Regions from separate parts of the Mus musculus genome. Here regions 2 and 3 are each linked to region 1. A link is a contact called in public HiChIP or PLAC-seq data. All regions are on one chromosome and are shown on one strand. Each heading gives the region's core, a stretch centred on a gene start, on an enhancer-like site or on the middle of the called end of the contact. The rest is flanking DNA. Distances are from core to core; before and after follow the strand shown. Region 1 overlaps Pde4a (phosphodiesterase 4A, cAMP specific). Region 2 holds the start of Keap1 (kelch-like ECH-associated protein 1). Region 3 holds the start of Atg4d (autophagy related 4D, cysteine peptidase).

Region 1 (4,191 bases), core at 782-3,281:
ATCTCAGCACTAGGGAGGCAGAGACAGACAGATGGCTGACTTCCAGGACAGCCAGGACTACAAAAAGAAACCCAGTGGTGGGAGGGGTGGTGCTGGAGAGATGGCTCAGTGGTTAAGAGCACTGGCTACTCTTCCAGTTCAATTCCCAGCAACTACATGGTGGCTTGTGACCATCTGCAATGGACCTGATACCCTCTTCTGTAATGCAGGCATACATGAAAATAGAGCACTCATATACATAAAATAAATATATGTTGGGTTTTTTGGTTTTTTTTTTTTTTTTTTTTAAGTTTAAGGCAAGCCAGGTGGTGGTGGCACACGTCTTTAATCCCAGCACTTTCGAGGCAGAGGCAGGCGGATTTCTGGGTTCCAGGCCAGCCTGGTCTACAAAGACAGGGCTACATAGAGAAACCCTGTCTCAAAAAAAAAAAAAATGTCCATGCATTTGAACTTTATGCAATTTGTGAACAGTAATGAGGCTCAGAGTCCTAGGAAGTAGCTTTCCTGTCCCTGAACCATGCAAGCTCCTGACTTCTTACCCTGTCACTGCCAGGAACTGGAGAACTTGAGCAAATGGGGCCTGAACATCTTTTGTGTGTCGGAGTACGCTGGAGGCCGTTCACTCAGCTGTATCATGTATACGATATTCCAGGTGATGTCGAACAGGGAGCTGGCTGGGATCCAAGGGGCTGGGACGGGGCATTGGGGGTCAGCAGGAGTCACTGCTCTGCTCTGGCTCCCAGGAGCGGGACTTACTGAAGAAATTCCACATCCCCGTGGACACCATGATGACATACATGCTGACGCTGGAGGACCACTACCACGCTGACGTGGCCTACCACAACAGCCTGCACGCAGCCGATGTGCTACAGTCCACACATGTGCTGCTGGCCACGCCTGCACTGGATGTGAGTGCCCGCCTCCTCCTGTCTGTCCCTTCATCTCCTCTAGCCCATTTCTCTAATCCTATCTTCTCTTGTTTTTGGGGGGTGCTGTTGCCTATGTGTGGAGGTCAGAGAACAACTTTTGGAACGGAGTTTTCTGCCTTTTTACTATGTAAATCCAGGAACCAGACTCAGTCATGTTTACCTGAGTAGCAAGTTCTTTTACCCAGTGAGCAGTCTTGCTAGTGTCTGTTTTGTTTTACTGGCCTGTGTGTGTGTGTGTGTGTGTGTGTAAGGGGGCACACGGGGCATGTGTGGAGGTCGGAGAACACTCCTTTGTGTCTTACCGTCCCTTTACCTTGTTCCAAGTCAGGATGTCACTTGTTGCCACACATCCCCAGACCAGGCTGGTGTACAGCTCTCATAGAGATCCGCCTGCCTCTGCCTCCTGAATGCTGAGATTAACACCTTCATTTTTGAAACAGGGTCAACCACTGAGTAGGGGAGATTGGCCAGGGGCCCCAGGGACGCAGCCCTCTCTCAAAGCTGAAATTGCAAGATCAGCCCACAGGCCTGGCTTTTTAATGTGGGGTGTGGGTTTGAAGCTCAGGTCGTCATGCTTGCGTAGCCAGCACTTTACTGGTTCAGCGATCATCTGCCCAGACACTACATCTATCTTTCTCTTCCTCTTCTTTCTGGAGTCCCATCTTCCTCATCTCTGTCTGGGCTGTCCCTTTTGTGTGTCCCCTCTGTGTCAGACTCTGCCTCTCTCTCACTTCTTCTCCCTGCCCCCAGGCCGTGTTCACAGACCTGGAGATTCTTGCTGCTCTCTTCGCTGCTGCCATCCATGACGTGGACCACCCTGGCGTCTCCAACCAGTTCCTAATCAACACCAGTGAGTGGCTTTTCAGGGCGGAGACAGTTAGGCTCAGGGCGTGGCCATTTGGCCTAGAAGCAACATCTGGTTGAATGGAGGTGGGAATAGCCCCTCACGTTGGGATGAAAGTATGGAGGTGGTCTAGCTGGAACCGGGGCTGGTCAGGATGAAGGTGGAGCCTGTGTTGTAGAGATTAGACCACCTGGGCTAGGGGAGGAGCTGGCAAGGCTAGCTTTGGGGCTTAATATATTGATGGGAAACAACCTGCCTGTGAACCTGGTTTATGGGGCGTGAAATTAAACCAACTGAGCTAGGGGTGGAGCCAGCCAGGTGGGGGCGGGGCTTGTGAGGATGGGATGGGCCCGCTAGGCTAAGGGTGAGGACGGCCAGAGGAGGATTGGAGCAGGAACAGTCTAGGCGCCTGATGCTTGGTTTATTTGGTGAAGCACCGATGTGGCAGAGGAGGGGGCTGGGACTAGTCAGTCTGAAAATGAAGCCAACTGGAGACTGGGCGCGCACGGGGCGGGGCTTGGTACCCAGGTGGTACCACGTGGTACTCTGCAGATTCGGAGCTGGCATTGATGTACAACGATGAGTCTGTGCTTGAGAACCACCACCTGGCTGTGGGATTCAAGCTGCTGCAAGAAGAGAACTGCGACATCTTCCAGAACCTCAGCAAGCGCCAGCGGCAGAGCCTGCGCAAGATGGTCATCGACATGGTGGGCGGGGCCAGCGCTGTGGGTGGGGCTTGGTGGCGGGGCGGGCCTTAAGAACCCTGCAGTTTGGCAAAGGAAAATAAATCTAGGGCCAGGGTAGGTAACAGAGTGGATGTCAGGGGGAGGGTGGGCAAGCTTTCTTCCCTGACTTGACATATCTTGCTTTTAGGTGCTGGCCACAGACATGTCCAAGCACATGACCCTTCTGGCTGACCTGAAGACTATGGTAGAGACGAAGAAAGTGACCAGCTCTGGAGTTCTCTTGCTGGACAACTACTCTGACCGTATCCAGGTGCCCCAGATGCCCTCTTCCTCGTTCGTGATTGCCTCTCCCATCTTCCCTTTCCAACACATGCCCCTCCTTCCTCTGTCAATTCCCATATGTCTCTTTCTCAACCTCTTCCGTCTCTCTCCAACCCTCTCCCCTGACGTACCCCACTCAGCTTCTCTCACCACACACCCATCTTGCCCCAGCTGTCTCTCACCTCTCTCCATTTCCCTCACACTTCTTGCCTCAGCTTTCTCCTTCACTCCAATTCACCTGCCCAGCACACACATACACAGACACGCATACACACACATGCATTTGTGCATTAGCGCGCGCGCACATACACACACACACACACACATACACATTCAGGCATACAAGCACATGGAGTTAAGAAAACCTTAGGCCTAGTGAGCACCCTTAATCCCAGCATTCCAAAAGTAGAGACTGGAGGATGGCCACAAGTCCAAAACCAGCTGGGACTCTATTTGGAAACCCCTTTTAAAAAGTCAAATAAAGCCACTAGAAACTAAATCTGAGTGTGCTGTTGCATCCCTGTGTCCCCAGCACTTAGAAGATGGGGGCAGGATCAGAGTTTGAGGTCATCCGCAGCTACATAGCAAGTTCAAGGCCAACCTAAGCTACAGGGGACCCTGTCTCATAAAAAAGACAGGGAGACAGAGAGAGAAGACAGCCAGAGGCCCACAGACTGGGATTCTGCCTGGCCTCTGAAGGCCCCTCCCTGTATTCACCAGGTCCTCAGGAACATGGTGCACTGTGCAGACCTCAGCAATCCCACCAAGCCCCTGGAGCTGTACCGACAATGGACTGATCGCATCATGGCTGAGTTCTTCCAGCAGGGTGACCGAGAACGGGAACGCGGAATGGAGATTAGCCCCATGTGTGACAAGCACACAGCCTCTGTGGAGAAGTCTCAGGTACGGCGGGTACAGGGCCTCGGGACAGCTTACAGGAGTAGCTTGGCCCACCTCTCCAGGACGACAAAATCAGTGTCTGACTCTTTGGTAGTGGGCTCATCGGAGGCAGGTCACTCCCATTTTGCAAAGTTATGTTCACAGATCTCTGGCTAGTCCACCTATCATGGCATCAGTCTGCTGCAAACCAGGCATTTTAAAAACAATGTTTTGTGTGTTGGGAGGGGGGTGGTTTTAGTTTTCTGTTTTACATCTGGACCTTGAACTCACTATAGCCAAGGATAAATTTGAATCTCTGATCTTACTGCCCTACCTCTCTAGCACTGGATCCCGGGCTGCCCCACCACACAGGTTTATACAGTGCTGGGAGTAAAGCCCAAAGCCTCCTGCATGCTAGGCAAGCACGCTCTGCTAACTGAACTACAGCCCCAGTTCCCCTTTATCTTTTTAATAAGTTGTATTGTTAATCTTACTGGGCAAAAATAAGGCCACAATTTTTGAGCCAAATTTG
Region 2 (4,316 bases), core at 224-2,723, 35 kb after region 1:
GCTGGCTTCCAACTCACTATGCAACCAAAGCTGGCTCCTCCCGAGTGCTGGGATTACAGTATGTGCCACCATGTCCAGCCAGGCTTCTTTTTTTGCAAGACTAAGCAATGATATCTAAGTGCAGATTTTGCCAAGCCAAGTAAACTGGACACAGCCGGCTCCATTCAAACTAACTTCTCAACTCGCGGGCCTTCAGGGCATATCATGTTCCTTTTCCTGCTCAGAATCACCCAACACCTTTCACCGAGCCCAAGAATGGAAACCCCAAATCGTCAATGGCCTGTAAAACTCCACACCCGCTTTCCAACCTCTTCACTGTTCCAGCCATCCTTCCCTCCCCTTGCCTTCGTCCAACATGTCAGATTCCTTTCAACACCACACCAACATTTACAGAGCCTGCCATTTATGTATTTGGGACTGCTCTGAGCTCCAGAGACACAGCGAGAAGACAGAAAAGGCCTAAAAATAAAGCAAGGTCTGTATAGGAAACACTAAGCGAACACCAAGCTCCTGGGGCAAGAGAGTGTGCAGCATCTGGAACACCCACGGGGAGGGATTCAGGAGACCCTTGGAGACCTGGGGCCAGGGGAGGAATTATGCTTTCAAAGAAGATGTGGGGAGACAAGAGAGGGTCTGCGTCTGGCTCCCCAGGTTCTGGGCTCAGCCTGGAGTCGCGACTCCGCGTGTTTTGTCTATTAGATCACCGTGGGGAGGGGGGGGATGAAATGCTCCAGGGGCCCCAGCTAGTGAGCGACTGTCACGCGTGACCACACTGCCGGAGCTCGGGCCTGGCATTGCGCAGGGGGCTGTGCAGCGGCCGCCCGGTACCCGGCGCCTGCTCCAGCGGCCTCCCCACCGCTCGGAGGCGCAGCCCTGACGCCGGGAGAGCCCGCAGGGCCTGGTCCCGGGCCGCGGCCTGGAGCGGCTCACTCACCCCGCCATGGCCGCGCTCTGCCTCCGCCTCCGCCGCGCGGGTCACGGTGACTAAGCACAGCGCGCCACCCTGTCACAATAAGAGTCCCGGGGCGCCGGCCGCGGGCGACCCCTACCTCTACTCGCCGCGGCCACCACCCTACGAGGGCTCACGGGCTCGGCGGCGGGGTGCGCGCTTGGAGAAGGGCACGCGCTTCCCCCCACCGCGTGCACGGCCCCACGCGCGACCGCGGGCAGCTCCCGGAGCTGGCTCCCCACCGCATCCTCCGCGGGCGCTCGCTCACCTCCGTCCCACCCCCCCGGGTGTCTCTGTAGGTGCCACGCGTCCAATCCGCGCCGCCGGGCCGCCACGCGCCGCGCTTCCGGGAAGAGAGGAGGGGGACCGGAGTGGGGGTGGAGGGCTCGGATCGGGGCAGCGGTGCTGCGGGGTCCCGGGCGGCACGCGTGGGAGGAGCGGGAGGGCGGAAACGGGCGGCGGGTACGCAGAGGCAGTTCCAGCCCTTCCTGCAGGTGCCGGGCGGAGGGAGCAGGGCGTGGGTCTGGGCGGCCCTAGGAGGCTGCCTCCGGGTTAGGCTGTCCGGTACGCCTCCAGCTGAACCTGCACCGGCGGACCCTCCCACAGCCTGCACGGTCCAACTAGACCCATCTACCTGGTTGCGATATTTATCTTCTTGTAAAATAACTTTTTAATGTTTTTATTTCAATTTGTATTTTACTTTGTGCGTGTGGGTGTTTTGCCTGTATATGTATGTCTGTGCAACGTGGGCTGTGCAGTGTCCCCTAAAGTTACAGGTGGTTGTTAGCTACCATGCAAATGGGGGAATTGAACCCTGGACCACTGCAGGAGCAGCAAGTACTCTTAACTGCTGAGCCATCACTCCAGCCTTATAACTTCTTTTTGAGACAGGCCTCATTACATAGCCCTGGCTGGCCTTGAACACACAGAAACCTTCCTGCCTCTGCCTCTGCCTCCTTCGTGTGCTGTGGTTAAAGGCTGGGATATCACTCTGGGCTTTGTGTACATTAATTTGTGTGTGTGCTTGTGTTGAGGTCGGGGACGGCTGGCAGAAACTGATTCTCTTCCCCTATGTGGAGCCTGCAAAGTGCAGCTCGAGTGCTCCAGAGACACACTCTCCTCTCTGTGTGTTCATGTTTTCATGAGGAGAGGTATGGCATTCATCTGAGGGTGTTGGAGTGTTGGAATGCCCAGAGCTGCCTCTTTGTATTTCTCGTAACATCTTTATATATTTTTAATGGTAAGAGATACTTATTTGCTGCATATGGCATTTATGAGAGAAAGTTATTTTCTTGAACTATCAAGATGGCTCAGTGGGTAAAGGAGCGTCTGGCCAATTCTGGCCACCTAAGTTCCACCTCTGGTACTCACATAGTAGTAGAAAGCTTCCTCCTTCAGGTTGTTGTCCGATAACCTCCACATACACACATAAATTAACTTTGAAACATAAAGTTAAGCCAGGCGTGGTGGCGCACGCCTTTAATCCCAGCACTTGGGAGGCAGAGGCCAGCCTGGTCTACCCAGTGAGTTCCAGGACAGCCAGGCTACACAGAGAAACCCTGTCTCGGAAAACCAGGAAAGGTGGTTTAGAACACGTGTTGCTTTTGCAGAGGACCTGGAGTCCACTGCCACGATGCCTCACAGCCATCCATAGCTCCAGTTCAAGGGGACCCCATGCTGTCTTCTGACCTCTGTGGGCACCATGCAGGTAGGTGGTGCGCAGACATACAGGCAAGCAAAGTACTCGTGTACATAAAAGGAAATAAATCTAAAAATAAGAATATTGAGGGGACACATCTGTAATCCCAGCCACCAGGGCACTGAAGCAGGAGGATTACCTCCAGTTCACAGTAAGCCTGCTCGACCTAGCAAGACCTTATATCAGAAAACAAATGAATAAATATCAAAGAAAAGGATAGTTTCAAAAGAAATTTACCACGGGAGTCTGAAGCAGAGGGTTGAATGTTTGAGAACAGCCCAGACTACACAGTGAGACTCTGTCTGGGGTCAGGGAGGCAAGGAAAGCCAGGCATGGTGTCGTATACCCTTAATTTTAGAAGAAGCAGAGACAGGTGGATCTCTGTGAATTTGAGACAAGCCAGGGCTCATAGCAAGTTCCAGGCCAGCCTGGACTGCATGGTAAAACCTTACTTTGTTCTATTAACTTAATAATTTAAACAAAACAACAACAAAAATGCAGGACAGCTGAAATTGGGACACACTTGTAATGCCAGCACCCAGGAAGCTGGAGGAGAAGGATCAGAAAAGTGAAGGACGTCCTTGGCTACAAAGTGGTACAGCCTGCCTTACATAGTGAGACCCTCTTCCAAAATCAAAATGGCAAAAAACAACAACCAAAAAACCCATCTCAGGTCATTTTCCCACAGAATATGTCTGGAAGGTCTCTACAAATCCCAACAGTGCTTTTTAAATTTGGTATTTAAATAGGGAACTGAGTACTTTTTAAATTTAATATCAGAATCTCTAAGTTCCCTACTGTTAAACCACCAAGCCAACACACCAGGAAAGATATGAGATCTGAGGGAGGGTCTCTGGGAGCCAGCCGGACTGTATCCCCACCCCTCACCCCTGCTAGCTTTTCGCGAACTTCTGGGGAAAAAATTCATTTTATGCAAGTTGGCCCGCAATCCCAACCTGAGCGCATCCCCTTCACCACCTGCTTTCACTCTGCTTGCAGTTCCCAGAATTACCTCAAGGGACGCGCTGTTCCTTAACCAGCGGCTAAAAGCAGAACCCAGGCAATTCTCAGAGCTACTGCAAGGTGGCGCCCACACCCAGAGACTTCAAGGGAATCTTAGACTAAGAGCAGCGAATACCAGGCAAGCCCCTCCTGCATGGGGGTCCCAAGGGTAAAGCCGTACTAAGACCCTGGGGCAAGGGAAATCTGTTAGTTTCTTCATCTACCAAATGGAGGTTGAGGGCTGGGACTGGGTTTTGTCGCCACACAGCATAAGCCACGTGTGGCAGAGCACACCTTTGCTCACAGGAAACAAAATTCACAAGTATAAAGTCGTTTTTTTGGCTTCGTAGTATATTTAAAGTCAGTCTGGGTACAAGAAGCGTTGTCTCAGTGTGGGGGCTGCGGGGTGTGTGCTCATGCTGAACCTGGAGTGCACAGGAGCAGCCTCGACGTGCAGAACCATCTGAGTCCAGGAACCTGTCCACGGCACAGAGCAACCTTGTCATTGGTGTCAAGGACCTCGCATGAATATGAACCAGATGAACATGGCCGAAGTTGACATACAAGTTTAATGAACAGTTTAAACCTATGCTGTCTGTGGGGGGTATGGGGGGAAGCGGGTAGGAGCAGGGAGCAGGCATGAGGGGGCACTATTTGCAGGATGGG
Region 3 (4,541 bases), core at 1,616-4,115, 61 kb after region 1:
GCATATTACAGAATTCATTTGGAGGGTTAAAAGACAGCTTTTGGGAGTTGGCTTCACCATCTCCCATTTGGGTCCTGGGGGTCAAAGTCAGGTCACCAGTCTTAGCAACAAGTGCCTATACACACTGAGAAATTTACAAACTCCTTTTGCCCTCATTTGATTTTGTTGTTGTTGTTGAGTTTTGTTGTTCTAATACTTGTGTGTGTTTTTGATACAGGGTCTCACCATGTGAGCCCATAGTGGTCTTGAATTCACAGAGATCCATCCTGCCTCTACTTAATGCTGGGATCAAATTCTCTCTCTCTCTCTCTCTCTCTCTCTCTCTCTCTCTCCTTCTCTCTCTCTCTGTTTTGTCTCTTTCTCCCTCTTTGATTTTTTTTTCAAGACAGCCCTGGCTGTGCTGGAAATCACTCTGTAGACCAGGCTGGCCTTGATCTCAGAGACCTGCCTGCCTCAGCCTGCCTAGTGCTGGGACTAACGGTGTGAGGTATGACTGCCCAGCATGGTCACCCCACCCCTGGTTTTTTTTTTTTTTTCCCTTGAGATCGGATCTGATGGCCTCAAACTTGCTATGTGTGTAGCCCAGGGTGAACTGCCTCCACCCCCAAGTGCCTGATACACACGGTTTATGTGCTGCTGGGGACTGAGCCCACACTTTGTGCATGCCAGGTAGGCACTCTACCAACTAAGCCCCAGCTCCAGCCTTATTTCAAGTATCTTAGGTGGCAATCTGATATGATTTCATTTCAGGGAAAGGTCTATATAGTCAGGGCACTGAAGTACTCACTACTCCATCAAAGATGCCTTTGGCCTTTCTTTTTCTCTTTTGCAGTGCGGGGACTGAACATGCCCCATGAGTGCTACAACAAAGCCTTACCAATCTACCCTCCTCTATACTCCCCGCCCCTGCTGATTTCCCCTCCCTCCAAGCCTATCCAACTACAAATGAGGTTGCAGCCTTTCCTATTTTATATAAAAAGACATCCTACTTTCTGATACGGCCCCCCTTCTTTCTCTTTGGGTTGGAATCTTTCCTTGGATATGCATCAGTTGTATGAAGATTCAGTTGGGGCGATGCAGGAGAACCTTGTATGCCTGTAATCCCAGCACTCTGGAGGCGGAGAGAGAAGGATCATAAATTTAGGACAGAGTAGCAGGTAAAGGTGCTTGCTGCCAGCCGGACGACCCGAGTTCAGTCCCTAGGACTCATGTGGTAGAAGGTGACTTCCAAAAGTTGCCCTCTGAGTGCCACATAAGTGCTGTGGCAAGGATGTGTACACACATGCACACACACACCCACGCACGTGTGTGCACTCGCGTACACACACACACACGTGCACATACACACACAGATAAATAAGTGTAATAAATAAATAATAGGCAAATTCAAGGCCATCCTCAGGCACATAGCTTGTAAGTTCAAGCTCAGCCTGGGCTACATAAGATAGGGTCTCAAAATACCAAAATTGGGGCCGGAGAGATGGCTCAGCAGTTAAGGGCACTGGCTGCTTTTTCAGAGGTCCTGAGGTCAATCCCCAGCAACCACATGGTGGCTCAAAACCATTTGTAATGGATTCTGATGCCCTCTTCTGGTGTGTCTGAAGACAGCGACAGCGTTCTCATAAAAATAAAATAAATAAATAAATAAAAAAGATTCACTAAAAAAAATGCCAAAATCGTTTTCCTTTTTTTTTTTTTTAATTTATTTACTTATTATATGGAAGTACATTATAGCTGTCTTCAGACACTCCAGAAGAGGGAGTCAGATCTCGTTACGGATGGTTGTGAGCCACCATGTGGTTGCTGGGATTTGAACTCTGGACCTTCGGAAGAGCAGTTGGGTGCTCTTACCCACTGAGCCATCTCACCAGCCCTCGTTTTCCTTTTATAGTCTTACAGATAACTCCCTCAAATTTTGCTCAGGAGAAAACTGAGGCACTGAGAATCATGACCAATGGGGCACCAATGGGTCAGGGATAGTCACATCCCCAGGGTGACATCTGTTCTGGGTTGATAAACTCTGTTGTGTTCACAGTCTCTTTCGTTCTCATGAAGCTCAGGCTGGTTTCAAACGCCTTGCACAACAGAGGAGGGGCCTGTGCCCCTGCCTTTGCCTCAGAGACTTGGGTTTCATGCACCACTACACTCAGTTTCTGGGTTTCAGGGAATAGAACACAGGGCCTCACGTGTGCTAGGCCCTCTACCAACTCAGCTCCATCGCCAGTGTGCTCAGTCTTTGAGTACCCCAGCACTAAAGAAGCTGACGCAGGCGGGCAGCCATGAGTTGGAGGCCAGCCTGAGCTCCAGGGTGGGTTCTCTGCCTGGGCTCTCCAATTTCACTGCAGGTCGGGGCATGTGTTCTGGGCGTGAACGGAGCTCGTGTGCCTAAGCAGGACTTGAATAGTCGGAATGTATTCTCCTTAGGAGAGTCAGGTCTAAGTGAGAGCTTGTCTCAAAACATTGGAAAGGCCCTTCAGATGGCTCAGCGGATAAAGATGCGATAAAGGTGCTGGCTGTCTAGGAACCTGAGTTGGCTCTTACGAGATCTCCACAGGCACGACAAGCCCCATGTATCGCACCCAGAACATGGGACCTTCAATGCAGTGGAATTTGAGTGGCAGGGCGGGGAAATCTGCACTTTTGAGCGAGAGAAGGTCCGGCGTCCGCAGCTTGAGATGTCATTCAGAACAAGGGTGTGCAAGGCTTGAGAAAGGGCTGTAAATGGGCGTGGCTTCTCCGGCTCTGACCCATTGGTCTGAGATAAGGGCCCCCAGGGACGCGCTTGCGCCTGCGCGGTGAGATTAGGAGGGTGTGGTGAGTCCAAGGGAGGCGGACTGTACAGGGGCGTGGCTTGCTCGCTAGCCAAGCCCACCGTATCCGGGTGCTCTGGGCCACCAAGATGGCGCTGGCTGTGGGAGCCCGGGTATCCGCTGCGGCCAGAGCCGGACCCGGGAGCCCGGCTCTGAGTATAGAGTAACACTGTGCTGGCCGCGGGGCTGCTCCCGAGCGTTCGCAGTTCCCCGGACCTCGGGGACACCTGCGTCCTTCCTCTCCGGCGGGTCCATGAACTCCGTGTCGCCGGCTGCGGCGCAGTACCGCAGCGGGAGCTCGGAGGACGCGCGCCGGGCCGATTGTCGCCGGCCGAGGGGACAAACCCGTATCCCGGATCCTAGCAACCTGGGACCTTCGGGGTCCGGAGTGGCAGCTCTCGGTTCATCTGGGACAGACCCCGCCGAGCCCGACGAGGTGGACAAGTTCAAAGCCAAGTTCCTGACAGCCTGGAACAACGTCAAGTATGGTGAGGAGGGGGTGCACTGGTCAAGGGTGTCAGAGGGGTCAGAGCAAAAGAAACCAAACCTTTACCCTGTCCTGTGGATGAGCCCATCCAGGAGGAGTCACAAGCAGGTCCTCCGCCCTTCCCAGTCCTGGACGTGGGGCAGGTTAAATGGGAAAGGTTTTCAAGCTCCGCCCATTGCACCTGTTTGACCTTGGCCAAATACCTTGCTTTCCTGCGGTCTGTTTACTGCCCTCTGTAACATAGGTGCAATAGTATGAACAGAGTTAATAGATGTTGGTTCACACCTGTAATCCCAGCACTTGGGATGCTGAGGCAGGAGGTTTACCAAGAGTTCTAGGCTATCCTGGACTATATAATAAGTTCCAGGCTGACTTGAGCTCCTCATGAGACTGGGTCTCAAAAAATCGGAAAACAGGGGGCTGGAGAGACTGCTCAGCAGCCTTGGCTGTTCCTCCAGAGGAACAATTACCAGCACCCACATGGCAATTCACAATTGTCTGTAACTCCAGTTTCATGGGATCTAACACCCTCACACAGGTATACATGCAGGCAAAACACCAGTGGATATTTTAAAAAAAAATTGGAAAAAGGCTAGTGAGATGCCGCAGTAGTTAAAGGCATTTGTCACCAAGCTTAAGGACCTCAGCTCCAGCCTGGACCCCAATGGTGGAAGGAGAGCCCCCACTCCTGTCAATGTTCTATACTCCAGACCCAAACTGTGGTGCTTGCTTGTCCACATATATACACAAGCTCACATACACAAAATAAAAATGTGCTTTATAGATTTACAGCAAAACCCAACAGTCAGAATAGAACGGCCCTGGGTTGATAGTGGGTCCTTATGAAGATGTGACTAAGTCCCACCTGTGTTCCAGACAGATGTGGTGTGGCATGGATTTTGCAGAGCCGCCGCCCTGACATCTCAGCTAGGATCAGGCCCAGTTCAACACTGGGGAATGGAAGACCCATTGCTGATACTTGAGTGCTTTAAATTGCTGCGAGCTACTCCATGTTTCCCCAGGTTGGGCAGTTAAAAGCCGGACCAGCTTCAGCAAGATCTCCACTGTTCACCTCTGCGGGCGATGCTACCATTTCGAGGGAGAGGGTGAGGTGTCAAATCTGGAACCAGGGTAGGGGAAGTCTCCTAGGGTTCTCCTTGATTGCCAGGCTGACCAGTTGGTTCTCATAGGTGACATCCAGCGGTTTCAAAGGGACTTTGTATCTCGACTATGGCTCACATATC

What was found. HiChIP or PLAC-seq counts read pairs in DNA pulled down with a chosen protein or histone mark.
Region 2: an H3K27ac HiChIP or PLAC-seq map of embryonic stem cells shows a contact between it and region 1, with 9 read pairs. The contact joins the promoter of Keap1 here to the enhancer-like site in region 1. A contact is called at or near these places in 1 of 39 promoter capture datasets (the 3T3-L1 cell line), 2 of 15 datasets of contacts at CTCF or cohesin (CD8 T cells and embryonic stem cells), 4 of 484 Hi-C or Micro-C datasets (cerebral cortex, liver, macrophages and 1 more), 5 of 115 datasets of contacts at active chromatin or transcription factors (the 230-238 cell line, the SCID.adh cell line, embryonic fibroblasts and 1 more) and 3 of 9 other capture datasets (adipose tissue, liver and pancreatic islet).
Region 3: a contact with region 1 is called in an H3K27ac HiChIP or PLAC-seq map of embryonic stem cells, with 9 read pairs. The contact joins the promoter of Atg4d here to the enhancer-like site in region 1. A contact is called at or near these places in 1 of 39 promoter capture datasets (the 3T3-L1 cell line), 2 of 484 Hi-C or Micro-C datasets (bone marrow-derived macrophages and embryonic stem cells), 2 of 115 datasets of contacts at active chromatin or transcription factors (both in embryonic stem cells) and 3 of 9 other capture datasets (adipose tissue, liver and pancreatic islet).

The regions. Positions count from the first base shown.
Region 1 is chr9:21,202,645-21,206,835 of GRCm38.p6, forward strand. It overlaps Pde4a (phosphodiesterase 4A, cAMP specific), which reads left to right. Exons shown (of 15, transcript NM_183408.3): 9 at 554-652; 10 at 744-908; 11 at 1,680-1,779; 12 at 2,326-2,480; 13 at 2,647-2,769; 14 at 3,501-3,683. Among named protein-coding and RNA genes, the nearest start is that of Keap1, 35 kb to the right of the region's middle. Within about 2 kb of position 2,032, at least 73 of the 459 cell types and tissues checked have an H3K27ac peak or open chromatin away from gene starts, as enhancers often do. A contact at or near this core is called in the 230-238 cell line, cerebral cortex and embryonic stem cells, where this site is marked.
Region 2 is chr9:21,237,859-21,242,174 of GRCm38.p6, forward strand. Keap1 (kelch-like ECH-associated protein 1) reads right to left here and starts at 1,474. Exons shown (of 5, transcript NM_016679.4): 1 at 1-1,474.
Region 3 is chr9:21,262,420-21,266,960 of GRCm38.p6, forward strand. It overlaps Atg4d (autophagy related 4D, cysteine peptidase), which reads left to right and starts at 2,866. Exons shown (of 10, transcript NM_153583.10): 1 at 2,866-3,298; 2 at 4,320-4,403; 3 at 4,488-4,541. The coding sequence starts at 3,064.